Linked DNA regions of Zea mays: region 2 is linked to region 1. A link is a contact called in public Hi-C data. All regions are on one chromosome and are shown on one strand. The core of a region is the stretch at or near the end of the contact, and the rest is flanking DNA. Distances in the headings are between cores, read along the strand shown. Region 1 holds the start of LOC100500712 (cell number regulator 11). Region 2 holds the start of LOC103626627 (probable LRR receptor-like serine/threonine-protein kinase).

Evidence for each region. Hi-C and Micro-C count contacts between places; a contact is called where the count stands out from the background.
Region 2: a contact with region 1 is called in a Hi-C map of ear, with 1.8 times the contacts expected there. The contact joins the promoter of LOC103626627 here to the promoter of LOC100500712 in region 1. A contact is called at or near these places in 2 of 25 Hi-C or Micro-C datasets (both in ear).

Annotation. Positions count from the first base shown.
Region 1 is chr5:82,219,241-82,225,643 of Zm-B73-REFERENCE-NAM-5.0, reverse strand. It overlaps LOC100500712 (cell number regulator 11), which reads left to right and starts at 2,105. Exons shown (of 4, transcript NM_001397140.1): 1 at 2,105-2,681; 2 at 2,899-2,954; 3 at 3,095-3,166; 4 at 3,272-3,516. The coding sequence starts at 2,572. The coding sequence ends at 3,516. It overlaps LOC100304423 (exocyst subunit exo70 family protein G1), which reads left to right. Exons shown (of 1, transcript NM_001165857.1): 1 at 1-1,683. The coding sequence ends at 1,326. LOC100191577 (4/1 protein) reads right to left here. Exons shown (of 8, transcript NM_001137007.1): 8 at 6,394-6,403.
Region 2 is chr5:82,736,555-82,743,259 of Zm-B73-REFERENCE-NAM-5.0, reverse strand. It overlaps LOC103626627 (probable LRR receptor-like serine/threonine-protein kinase), which reads left to right and starts at 2,386. Exons shown (of 12, transcript XM_035959084.1): 1 at 2,386-2,498; 2 at 2,577-3,135; 3 at 3,249-3,748; 4 at 4,071-4,212; 5 at 4,360-4,431; 6 at 5,025-5,096; 7 at 5,178-5,258; 8 at 5,407-5,561; 9 at 5,659-5,885; 10 at 6,048-6,372; 11 at 6,497-6,683. The coding sequence starts at 2,420.

The DNA of each region.
Region 1 (6,403 bases), core at 856-3,355:
GTGGCCAACGGCAGGCAAGACAGCTGCGTGGCCTCTTATATCGATGCGCGCGGGGGTGTGGTCAGTGCAAGTCTTCGTGCTCTCGGCCTCGACTACCTGCGCGACCCTTCTCAGGACGCGCAGGCATTGGGACCTGCTCTTGATTTGTGGAGGCGGCATTTGGAGTTTGTGGTGCGCCGTCTCCTCGACTCGGAGCGGCAGCTCTGTGCCAAGGTGTTTGGGCAGCATAAGGATGTCGCGTCCGCGTGCTTTGCAGAGGTGGCGGCACAAGCCGGGGTTCTTGACTTCTTGAGGTTTGGCCGCGCGGTTGCTGATGCCAAGAAGGACCCCATCAAGCTCCAGCGTCTGCTGGAGGTGTTTGATTCTCTGAATAAGCTGAGACTGGACTTCAACAGGTTGTTCGGTGGCAAAGCGTGCGCGGAGATTCAGAGCCAGACAAGGGACCTTGTCAAGTTGTTGATAGACGGCGCCGTCGAGATCTTTGAGGAGTTGATTGTGCAGGTGGAGCTGCAGCGGCACATGCCTCCCCCAGTTGATGGAGGCGTGCCGCGCTTAGTTACCTTTGTCGTTGAGTACTGCAACCGACTGCTTGGTGAGCAATACAGGCCTGTGCTTGGGCAGGCGCTAACTATCCATCGCAGCTGGCGCAAGGAGGCGTTCAATGACAGGATGCTTGTTGACGCGGTGCTAAACATCGTCAAGGCCCTTGAAGCTAACTTCGATGTTTGGTCCAAGGCATATGACAACGCTACGCTGTCGTATCTCTTCATGATGAATACCCATTGGCATTTCTTCAGGCATCTGAAGGCTACTAAGCTAGGAGAGGTCTTGGGTGATGTGTGGCTGCGAGAGCATGAACAATACAAGGAATACTATTTGTCAATGTTCATCAGGGAGAGCTGGGGAGCACTTTCAGCGCTACTGAACCGGGAGGGATTAATATTGTTCTCCAAGGGCCGGGCCACTGCAAGGGACCTGGTGAAGCAGCGCCTCAAAACATTCAATTCGAGCTTTGATGAGATGCATCGCAGGCAATCGTCGTGGGTTATACCAGACAAGGATCTGCGGGAGAGGACATGTAATCTTGTGGTGCAGACTATCGTCCCTACCTACCGGAGCTACATGCAGAACTATGGGCCACTTGTGGAGCAAGAGGGAAATGCCAGCAAGTATGTAAGGTACACTGTCGATGGTTTGGAGAAGATGCTCAGTGCCCTCTACATGCCCCGGCCCAGGAGGGCTGGGAGCTTCCAGATCAAGCACTCGAGCGGTAAGATTGCCAGTGCAATGACTGGCTTGCATCGGAGTGCTTCTGCAGTGAAATAGCCTATGTTAAAGAACCCAAAGATTGGATCAATATGATAGTATGTGGCAATTGGCAAATGATTCATTTGGCCCAGTCAAGCAAAGAGTCCCGCACTGGATAGGTGACCGAATAATGGACCCATGGTCGGAGCAGTGGTGTCAAGTGTCATATGAACATAAGTTACTCTTTAGTTAGCATGGAGAATAGAGGCTGGTGATCAGTTCCGTAGCTCCTGTTAGTGTCCCTGAACATAAGTTACCCATGGTCTGAGATGTTACCATTCTCCTGAGCTATTTTCTCTTGTTGTGTACTTCTGCTGGTGTCCCTGGCACCATAATCATTCATCTGGAGATATTCAATCAGCTGTGTAGTTATGTAAAATCGATTTGTAATTTTAGTTTTAGGTGACCTGTGGGCATTACCTTTTAATGTACCAAGAATCGAGCTTAATAGATGCAATGGATTATATGGGGGGGGGGAAAAAACTAGACCCCTCGAGCGAGTGAGGATGTGCTATTTGTTTGGTAAACTAGAGCAGATATGTACCCCCAATACAATTGCATTACATTTACTGAAAGTACAACTTGATCATAACAAATGCGGTTGAATTTCTTTTTTTTCTCCATCAGTTCACAATATGGTAGTCCCTGGATCTCTCAGTAAGGATTTCCTATTTGTTTGGTAAACTGGTACAGATATATGCCCCCAACATACAACTGCACTACTACATTTAAACAAAGAATAATAGCTTGATCATAACCAATTTGGTTGCATGTTTTTTTTCCCTCAGCAATTCAAACAACAACAACAACAACAACAACAACAACAAAGCCTTTTGTCCCAAACACGTTGGGTAGGCCCCTCAGCAATTCAAAATATGGTTCAAAAAAGAAAAGAAGATTGCAGAACAGATAACTCTTGCATGACCCCTCTTGTGTAGACCCAAGTCTGACTTGTTCTGGAACAGTTTTGTTGAATACTGGACGCAATTCAGTTCAGTGAGTCATGCATGAGCTAATGCTGTTTGTTTCACCGAGTCAACAGGTTTATTCTTTTCTCTGTATATTCTTGGCTCGGTTTGTTCTTTCCTCTGGCCCACCCATCTGGGTGTCTCTGATCCTTTTAAAAAAAATTGATGCAGGATGAATCGAAGGGACTAAATAACTTGGAATCATTGACGCTGCACTGCTGAGCGCGTTCAGGAGTAATATATATAGGAACGAAAGTTACCGAGAAACTGGAAGATCCTAAACTGTTGCCAGGACATGGACATCATGCATGGGGATCTCAGAAGGAATGGTTCAAACCAGAGCGTGCCCAGTCGGCATGGATGGATCGATATGGAGGCCCTCTCTCCTCTGGCGGATCAATCCATGTATCCATGAGAGAGAGAGAGAGAGAGGCATAGGCCAAGACTAGGCCTTTTGTTTTGAGATGGGCTGCTGCTATCTAGAGCGATACTGCTATATAGTGGTACCAAGAGGACCAAAGGTCGCGTTGCCTGAAACCACCGAGATCATACAGAAACTAATCGCCGCAACGCATCCAAACCCGACCAACTGACGGCGCGCGTCTGCGTGAACAGCTCGCAGCATGCCGGGGGAGTGGTCCGTGGGGCTCTGCGACTGCTTCGGGGATCTTCACACCTGTACGCAGTGCAAACAAACCTGCTAGCTATAGCAAGCTACTCTCCTCTCTCTCTCTTCTTCTTCTTCCCGTACGTACTACGATGCATGTTTTTCAGCTCTCCGTCCCTTCTCTCCCGGCCGACGATCGACCACGTTGCAGGTTGCCTGACGCTCTGGTGCCCCTGCGTCACGTTCGGCCGCACCGCGGAGATCGTGGACAGAGGCTCCACGTGTACGCGTTCCACTTCACTCCCATACTACTACTGCCCCCCTCGTCTCGTCTCCATCTCTCCTGTTCCTTTTGGCTGACGATCCGTCCCGCATTGCATATTTGCAGCGTGCTGCATGAGTGGCACACTGTACTACCTGCTGTCGACGATAGGCTGGCAGTGGCTGTACGGCTGCGCCAAGCGCTCCTCCATGCGGTCGCAGTACAGCCTGCGAGAGTCCCCCTGCATGGACTGCTGCGTCCACTTCTGGTGCGGCCCCTGCGCGCTCTGCCAGGAGTACACGGAGCTCCAGAAACGCGGCTTCCACATGGCCAAAGGTATCAGCTCCCCCCCCCATCTTCCCACAGTTTAACTAGGCGGCCTTTGATGGTTCCATGATCACCGTGCCTCTACAAAACCATTATATTCCTTTTATTTGCAGGATGGGAAGGGAGCAACAAGGTGGTGGGGTGCTTCCATGGGATGACGACGCCACCAAGGAAGCAATCCATGTGCTTTTAGGATAGCATAGCTCCATCGTTCTATATAATATGCGCTTTATTTTGAATAAAAATATATGGGTCTGTCTATTGATGCTTTATTTAGAGCTCGTTGGGTCTCATTAGTTCCTATTGCTCATAGTTATGGTTTCCATTTATTTAAATCATCGATTGTTCACTTTATTTTACGTTGATTTTATGATTATTACATGGCGTTTGAGCCTCTGCCGGCCTCTTACGTGAGACCCAGTAATTAATAAAGCAATCAAAACAAGGATTAGATATACCTATAGATATGCATTAAGTGGATCAGCTTCTAAATAAACATAAGAGCAGTTATAATATGTTTTGCCATAGATTTTTGCCAAGTTAGAGGAGAAAGAGGGGAAGAAACTAACGGACCACTAATTATCAGTCGAGAGATTCCAAAATAGTGCTCCATCCGTCACAAAATATAATTCTTTATCCATTTATTAACCTTAGGATATAGTTTAAAGTTGGTATGTATATCTATATTTATTATTATTTATTCTAACGTGCATAGAAAAAGATTATTAGAAAGAACTATGTTTTGGGACAGATAGAACTATATTTTAGAATGGATGGAGCATGTCATAAGAGAACGAGATAAATCTAGTTATTTAGTTAAAATTAAACCTCTCAGATTAAACTAATTCAGTTATAACACAGAATTTGCGTTTCGAGTGGACATCACTTCATCAACCTTTAAAATACAAAAACATAGTAAGGACTAGTTTGGAAAACCACATTTTCTCAAGGGGTTTTTATTTTTCCAAAGAAAATTGGTTCATTTTTTCTTGGGAAAATAAAAATCTCTTAGAAAAATAGAGTTCCTAATCTAGCCCTAAGAAAATGCAACATCCGGGAAGTTATAATAACACATTTTTAAGGAAACATTAGGGCTTGCTCGTTTTAATCTCAATCCATGTGGATTGCGTGAGATTGAGTGAGTTTCAATTTCGAATAAGTCAAATCTTTTATAATTTTTTCAATTTCAATTTCATCATACAGAAAAGTATGCCTCACACCGGTTAAAGTTCTAACAATGTCATCATACATCTTAATTCGAACATATTCAATTTCAATAATATCACGTGGACTGTTATCACCCCATCTAACAAAACCTCCACCTTGGACAGAATCATAGGCGCCAAACCAAATTTTATTAATGTATATATGAAATGAAACAACCTAATTAAAAAATCCATTAATCACCATATTTGCACATCTAACAAAAGCAAAATGTATCTCAATAGTAGAACCATCTTTCTTAGAAGCAACAACAGAAGCATTATCTTTATTATTAAATTTACCTTTCTCTATATATGTGCCAGTTTTCTTCTATTTGTTTTTTAATTTATAATAGTTGGCTATAAAATAATTACCTTTCTTTGTAATAGTTGCAAAATTTATCTCTATTGTTTCAAGATTTTAAACGGTCTTTGTAATCATTAGAACTTTTGTCTCTGTTATCATTGTTTGATTTATTTTTTCTGTAACACCTTGTCCAATCCCAGACATGCAATACTTACTCCTATCAGCTCTCTAGTAGGACTGGTCGTTCGGTTCTTCGGTTCGGTTCCTTGGTTCTTGTAGAAATTCGGTTCTTCAAAAACTAGAACCGAAATAGCAAGATAAAGAAACCAGAACCGACTAGTTCGGTTCTCGGTTCTTCGATTCGGTTCTTCGGTTCTAACCGAACTTTAACAGTCACTCTAAAATTCTGAATAACGACAACTTTTGTGAGAAATTTCAACAGCATCTCCCCACAAACAACCACAAGTGCATAATGCCCAAAATTTCATAGATAATACATGGATGATTAGAGATTCAACACAAGTCAATAAACACAACATCCGAAGTTACAAACACATGTAACAAATTGAATCTGGTACTTTCGGTTCTTTGGAGTGCAGAACCGAAAATATCTCATTTATTTCGGTTCTCAAAAAACCAGAACCGAATTTCATAACAGTTCCTTCGGCTCGGTTAGTTCGGTTTCGGTTCTCAGTTATTTCAGTTCGGTTCCTCGGTTCCGGTTCTTTTTTCCTGGGCCTACTCTAGGATCATATATTATCCATACAGACCAACACGAGTCTTTTGTGCGCACTTTATTCTTACTCATGCGCACCCGAGAAAACTTTCCGGTCGGTCACTCATCCCAAATTGCTCCAAGCCAAGCACGCTAAACTTGATGGTTTTTTCGAGATAGACTTCCAAAAAATAAGATGCAACTTGTTGATATAAATACTCTATTAATTATATTAAGACTTGGGTCAGGATATCACTATTCTAGGGTCCAGGATATCACATTTTCATCCTCCTACAAATAGACAATGCTCTTTTTTGAAAGAAAAACCTTTGGAAAAAACTATCCATTTTATTTTTTGTTAGTGTGCAAAGCCTCAAAAACCTCATCTAGTGTTAGTGCATCATGACTATATAATAATATATCTATGAAGTATGTAAAAAACTAGACAAAGAACACAAAAGAACAAGACTCGGATTCTGATCGAATAATACAATTTTAATGTTGATTATATTTTTTACCCAAGATAGTTTAATAGGCATGTGATCTTTATATTGAATATTCGAACATCCAAATTGTCTTATATGAAAATGTTGTCAACTAAAAAGTTCTTTGAACTCTATATCTTGGACATAGAGTTTATCTTTATATAATTTCATATGAAAAGGTTATGAGTGTGTCGATTGGTGATAATAACTTTCAGTGAAAAC
Region 2 (6,705 bases), core at 1,137-3,636, 520 kb before region 1:
TATGACCTTGACCACGCGTGCCGGGGGCCGCGGGGCCAGTGCCTTGCGTGGCGGCTCACTCGTGGGCTGTAGTGCGCGCCGACATGCGCACTGAGGAGGAGTGAGGACCACGACCGAGTGAGGTCAAGGTCTCATCAAGGAGAGGAAAGCTGCCCCGTTTGGTTGCTGCCGGCCACTGGCTGTTGTGCGTGTGGCAGCCGGCCGGCCTCGCCCTCAGCGTTAGCGTGACGTCGTCGGGGAGAATCGGATCGTGCGTGCGTGCGTGCCGACCTCGGGGGTCTCCCTCTCCCAGGTCGCGCAGGCGCAGCGTCTTCGTTTTGGCTACAGCTGAGCTGGTAGAGTAGGATCTCCATGTCAGTCAGGGTCTCCGTTCCATTCGCTGTCGAAACTCGAAAGTAGTTGGTAAAGAGCATGTTGGTGTGTAGAATATTTTCGGGGCTTAGTATCGTGATAACCGATGCAAAATGCTGCTTAATAGCTATGTCAGCGATAAACCTACTGTTTATGATTGGTCTATTTTATCCGAGAACATAATTAAGGTGGTAGTCAAGTCAGCGAGAAACAAGTCGCCTATTTGGACTATAGATGTACAGAAAGCACACAACATGTTTTTTTGGCCCGGTACGAGTCTGGTCCGGCTCGCTTTTATACGGATCCGGGCTAGCCCGGCACGAATAAGCGGGCTGGACCCGGACAGGAAACTAAACACGGTGGGCTAGTCCGGCACGGTCCGTTTATCTCTAACCCTGTCAAGCCCGCTTTTTATGCACTAAATCGTGCTTATCGACCCATTTAGACTGTTTTGGCCCGCTTTTTCCATGCTAAACGGATTGGGGCGGCCCGTTTAGGCCCGCAACAGGCCGGGCTCGGACAGGGGAACGAGCATGTGTGCTTAGACGACCCGGCTCGGTTTTGTAACCTTCCCTAGCGGGTCAGGCCCAAAACGGGCCGGGCTTCACCGGGCCCGAGACGGGCGGCCCGTTTAGTAATCTCTAGTTTGGACATTTTAGGTAGTATTTGGTTCTGGAGCCCCCAATGTTGGGATGGAGCGGCTCAGTCCAAAAGAATTTGCGGGAACAGAATGATTCATCATCGTGCAAGCAAAATATATTTCTTTTTAGGAGTCATTTCATCCTATATAGAATTAGTCTAAACAACAACAAATTAGCAGTAAAGCGGCTCTATCACACCATACTTCAGAACCAAACACCACCTTATACTCAATCAATAGGTTGTTGAAGGGTGTAGTGATCAAGTTATTCACCACAGCTTCACAAGATTACAAACAACAGTCATTAAGATGCACACTGAAGCTACACACACAATTATTAGCTGCGTCCTTCAGTCGAAAATGGGATTAACTCTCTTGACTCCAGAAGGGTCTTTTGTTCCATTCCTGACAAACACTATCTTGACGTATATTCCCTCACCCAAGCCCGGGGGTCGGTCTCAGTCCACAAGACGTGAGCTGCGCCACGCCAGCTATAGCCCATGTTTGTTTTAACTTTTTCTAGCTTCTGACCACAGTAGCCTACCAAACACTTAGTTTTTCACGCAGTTTTATAAAATAACTTTAGTCAAAACATTCAAAATCTACGTGAACACAGAATCAACTGAGTCATTGAGATAGTAACAAACCGTCACTTTTCTACATGCTAAACTCTATAGAGTTTTTTTTATCTTTCCTCTATATTTAATCTCCACGATACTTAGATTTTCTCTACAGTCAGATTTTTAGAAAAACTTCTAAAAAAAAGCTAAATCAAGTGACATTACATGCATTCTGTTGACCACCATGAGAGACAGAGAGATTTTGACCATCGTGGCATCGCCACAAGAGGCAGAGAATCAAATGTACGCGTTGCAATGATGACGAACTTGTCGATCTCGTCACCTTTTGTAGCATGACAAGATCTTTTTTTAATTGGACAATACCTGACTTTTAATTCCTGATCGGACGTTGACTTTCCTGTCCACAATTGCGTCGGAGGAGTAAGCTACGCATGCATAGCATAGGTACGTCCGTACGTGTACGTATATATACTCTCTCACACACACGACATACACGCACGCACAAGGTCTCCCTTTAAGTTCTGTGCTCATGCATAGCATACACGCACGCATGCATAGCATAGGTACACGTAGGCGTTGCAATGATGACGTACTTGTCGATCTCGTCACCTTTTGGCGTGGGGCATGTAGCATGGCAAGATCTTTTTTTTAATTGGACAATACCTGATTTTTAGTTCCTGATCGGACGTTGACTTTCCTGTCCACAATTGCGTCGGAGTAAGCTACGCATGCATAGGTACGTCCGTACGTGTACCGTTGTACGTATATATACTCTCTCTCTCTCACACACACACGCACAAGGTCTCCCTTTAAGTTCTGTGCTCACAACGAAGTTTGGACAGAAAGCATGAAGCTGAGTGCTGCTGTTCTCTTCTTCTCCATCTTGTTGCAGTACTGCACCAGCAGCGGCCAGCCAGATAGCCGAGGTGCTTTCCATTCTCCAGACTCTGCACCAACTAGCTAGCTTCTTCTCTGACTGACCTACTACACACTTGCCCTTCCAGCAGGTTTCATAAGCATCGACTGCGGCATCCCGGAGAACTCCACGTACCAGGACCTCACCTCCACCATACTCTACGTCTCCGACCGCGGCTTCGTCACCTCCGGCGAGAACCGCAACATCTCCGCCGGCTACATCAGCCCGTCCCTCGCGCAGCGCTACTACACCGTCCGCGCCTTCGCGTCCGGCGTTCGGAACTGCTACACCCTCCCCTCCCTGGTCGCCGGGAACAAGTACCTCGTCCGCGCCGCCTTCTACTACGCGGACTACGACGGCCTGAGCACGCCGCCCGTCTTCGACCTGTACCTGGGCGCGAGCCTCTGGCACGAGGTCAGGTTCAGGGACGCGGCCGCGATCAACTGGATGGACGTCGTGGCCGTGGCTCCCACCGACTTCCTGCAGGTCTGCCTGGTGAACAAGGGCACCGGCACCCCGTTCATCTCCGGCCTGGACCTCAGGCCGCTGCGGAGCACTCTTTACCCGGAGGCGAACGCTAGCCAGTCCCTTGTCATGGTCAACGCCAACCGGTGCAACGTGGGACCCACGGACAAGTCTGTGGTTCGGTGAGTGAGTTTTTTTTTTAAAGTGAAATCTTTTTACTGTTAATAACTGAATGAACTGTACTCCTATACTACACAAGCCCAACCAAAGCACATTTCTCTGGCCCAACAAGCAGGTACCCGCTGGACCCCCACGACCGGATCTGGCTGGCGTACGGCGCCGTCCCGGCCTGGACCGAGGCGTCCGCCACGTCCGTCGTCCGGAACTACCTCGCCGACCCCTACGACGCGCCGTCCGCCGTCATGCAGAGCGCCGCGACGCCATCCGACGGCTCGGTGCTCAGTTTCTCGTGGGACACGTCCGACGACCGCTCCGTGGACGCCAGCAGCGCCACGTACCTCCTCGTCCTCTACTTCGCCGAGCTGCAGCGCGTGTCGGCGAGCGGCGAGCTGCGGCGGCAGTTCGACATCGCCGTCGACGGCACCGCGTGGAACAGGGAACCTTACTCTCCGCCGTACCTCTTCGCCGACTCCTTCTCCGGCACGGTGCAGGGGCAGGCGAGGCATAGCGTCTCGCTTACTGCGACGAGGAACGCGACGCTCCCGCCTCTTCTCAACGCCATGGAGGTGTACTTGGTGAGGCCGGTGGATGAAGCTGCAACCGACCCTGGAGATGGTATGAGTTTAATTAACTATGTACATCAACTCTTTTTTTTTGTGAGTTTTCTGTAGTTACTAACCGTATCGGTGTTAGGAGGTTTCCTTGCAATTTGTAAAGCATGAGAAGTGGTAAAACTAATTGTTTCGCATTCGTTTTCTTTAACAAACACATACGTATCATTGCATTAATATAGAAGAAGAGAGCTAGAGTTACAACACACACATATCACTGCATTTGTGTTAGTTATATCATGTTTTAGATGTATTTCTATCTTGGTAACAGGCTAACAGCTTGTGTATCTATGTACCTACTTTTCTTGTTTTTTCGGTCGTACCAGCTAAAGCCATGATCGCAATCCAAGAAGCTTATGTTGTGAGCAAAAACTGGATGGGTGATCCATGTGCTCCAAAGGCTTTTGCATGGGAAGGACTGGACTGTACTACTGATCCTCCAACTGGTACTCCAAGAATAACAGCATTGTATGTTTCAGACATATTTGAAGGGCTAAAGAAATAATAATGAAAAAAGAATCGTTATAGCATTGTAAATAAGTTTCAATTTGAACTCTCAAGCTGGATACAGCAAGTGAAGCTAACTGTTCTGCGTTTCTCATTGTTTTTTGGCAGAAACTTGTCTTCAAGTGGGTTGACAGGTCCCATCACTACCTATTTTGGAGATCTGAAAGCACTCCAATACCTGTAGGATTTCTTTTCCCAACAATATCTTACTTTTGACATTGAAATGTGATCTGGCCTTTTTTTGTTTTGGTACTACTTGCAAGTTCCAGATTAACTCTATCTCGTTCATTTCCTCCCCTCTGCTTGTTTACTTGTATGTTTACCTATTTTCTCTCTTGTATATATGTATAGTGATTTCTGCACTGTCTACTATAGTAGAACTGATTAACAAGATGCATCTTGCAGTAAATTTGTTGAATTTCATGTGAAATATATGTTCTCTTTCAAATGTCTCATTGTTCTACCTTTCTTAGGCTGTGTCCAACATATCGTACATTTATTTTACACTTTAGATGAAACTATTCGCAAAATAGAGTTTAAATAGGAAATGAGATAGGAGAGCTGCCAGAGATAGCCCTCCACCGTCCTCTGAAAACTACATTTTTGAAAGAAAACTCATGATGCGAAATATGCGCCTTTGGATAGGACACGAAGCCTGTTTGTTATGACTGCTTTAGCCTTTTATTTCCTGAACTCGGACATGAAATTAAGCTGACAAATAGTACCACTGAAACATTCGAGCTATTTCTTACAAGAACTGTTACATATACCAGGGACTTGTCACACAATAACTTGTCTGGCTCCATTCCAGATTGTCTTGGACAGCTTCCATTCCTAGTGTTCCTGTAAGTCTCACTAAATATCTGCTCGAGTTTTGGAATCTTCGTAGAACAAACTTCTCATACGCCCATCAATTTTCTCTGTAGGGATCTCTCCAGCAATGACCTCCGTGGACCAGTTCCTTACACTCTTCTTCAAAAATCCCACAATGGGACTCTATCGCTAAGGTATGTTTTATACTGGCGGCATGCTAGTTACCAAACTGAGCAACCCTGTTTCAAATCAAATTGTTTTATTCAAATAGTTCATAAAACATACCTGGAGGATGCGGTTATACTGCTTCAAATTCCGTGCATTTTATACGTACGCTTCCAGGCTTAGTAACAACCCAAATTTGTCTGGGAACGGATCGGGTCCAAAGAAGTTGAATGGGGCCGCACTTCTCTCCGCGATAATCATCCCAACAGTTGCCGCCACTGCCTTGTCTGTTACCTTCATTGCTCTGCTGCTCCGAGCACTCAAGGAACAAGGTAATGCAGCAACATGGAGGGGACTCATATTTTTTTTTAGAAGCTGTTGCATTTCTTTCCTTTTAATAGTGCCTTTTTTTTCATGCATATGATGCAGCTAGAAGACGGGCTGTTGATCCAACTCCGAGAGATGAGACGGCGTTGCTTGAGAACCGAGAATTCTCTTACAGAGAACTGAAGCACATCACGAAGAACTTTAGCCTGGAGATTGGCAGAGGTGGGTTTGGAGCTGTCTTCCTTGGGTACCTGGGGAACGGAAACCCGGTAGCTGTGAAAATCCGGTCGGAGTCGTCTTCGCAAGGGGGTAAAGAGTTTCTGGCTGAGGTAATTGGGAATGATCTTAAACAAGTAGATGTGCCACACGTCTCGTAGCCCTGATGAACAGTAGTTAATTTGAAGTACTTTAATCAGTAGCTATTGTTAATATATCTCTCTTTTGTCCCCGGAACAACATGTTTACTGAGCTATATATATGCTGCAGTGCAGGCTCAACATCTGACGAGGGTACACCACAAGAACCTGGTATCCTTGATTGGCTACTGTAAGGACAAAGACCATTTCGCCCTTGTCTACGAGTACATGCCTGAAGGGAACCTGCAGGATCATCTGAGACTGAGAGGTTGTCTCATCCTGGCCCACTCGAATATAAAACCAACTGGCTGTGTTCTGGATCAAATACTGACTGTGTTTCTTTTCTTTTTCTTTTATTTTCGCTTGGGTGTCCAATTTCTTCTGATGTGCCTAGACACTTGCACTCACAGACCACTCACTTGGCAGCAACGCCTTCAGATCGCCCTTGATGCCGCTCAAGGTACACGGATGAATGAACTGCCCCGTTTCTGATGATGCCTTTATACCTGTACACTATTATATATACAGGAAGAAAAGGGAAAGAGAGAGAAAAAAAAGTCAGAACATTGTTCACTCTACTGCAGGTCTGGAGTACCTGCATGTGGCATGCAAACCAGCGCTGATCCACAGAGACGTGAAGAGCAGGAACATCCTCCTGACCACGGGCCTTGGGGCTAAGATCGCCGACTTTGGTCTGACCAAGGCTTTCAGCGACTCGGAGACACACATCACCACTGAACCAGCTGGAACAATGGGCTACTTGGATCCAGAGTACGTCTCAGGTCTTGCTGCA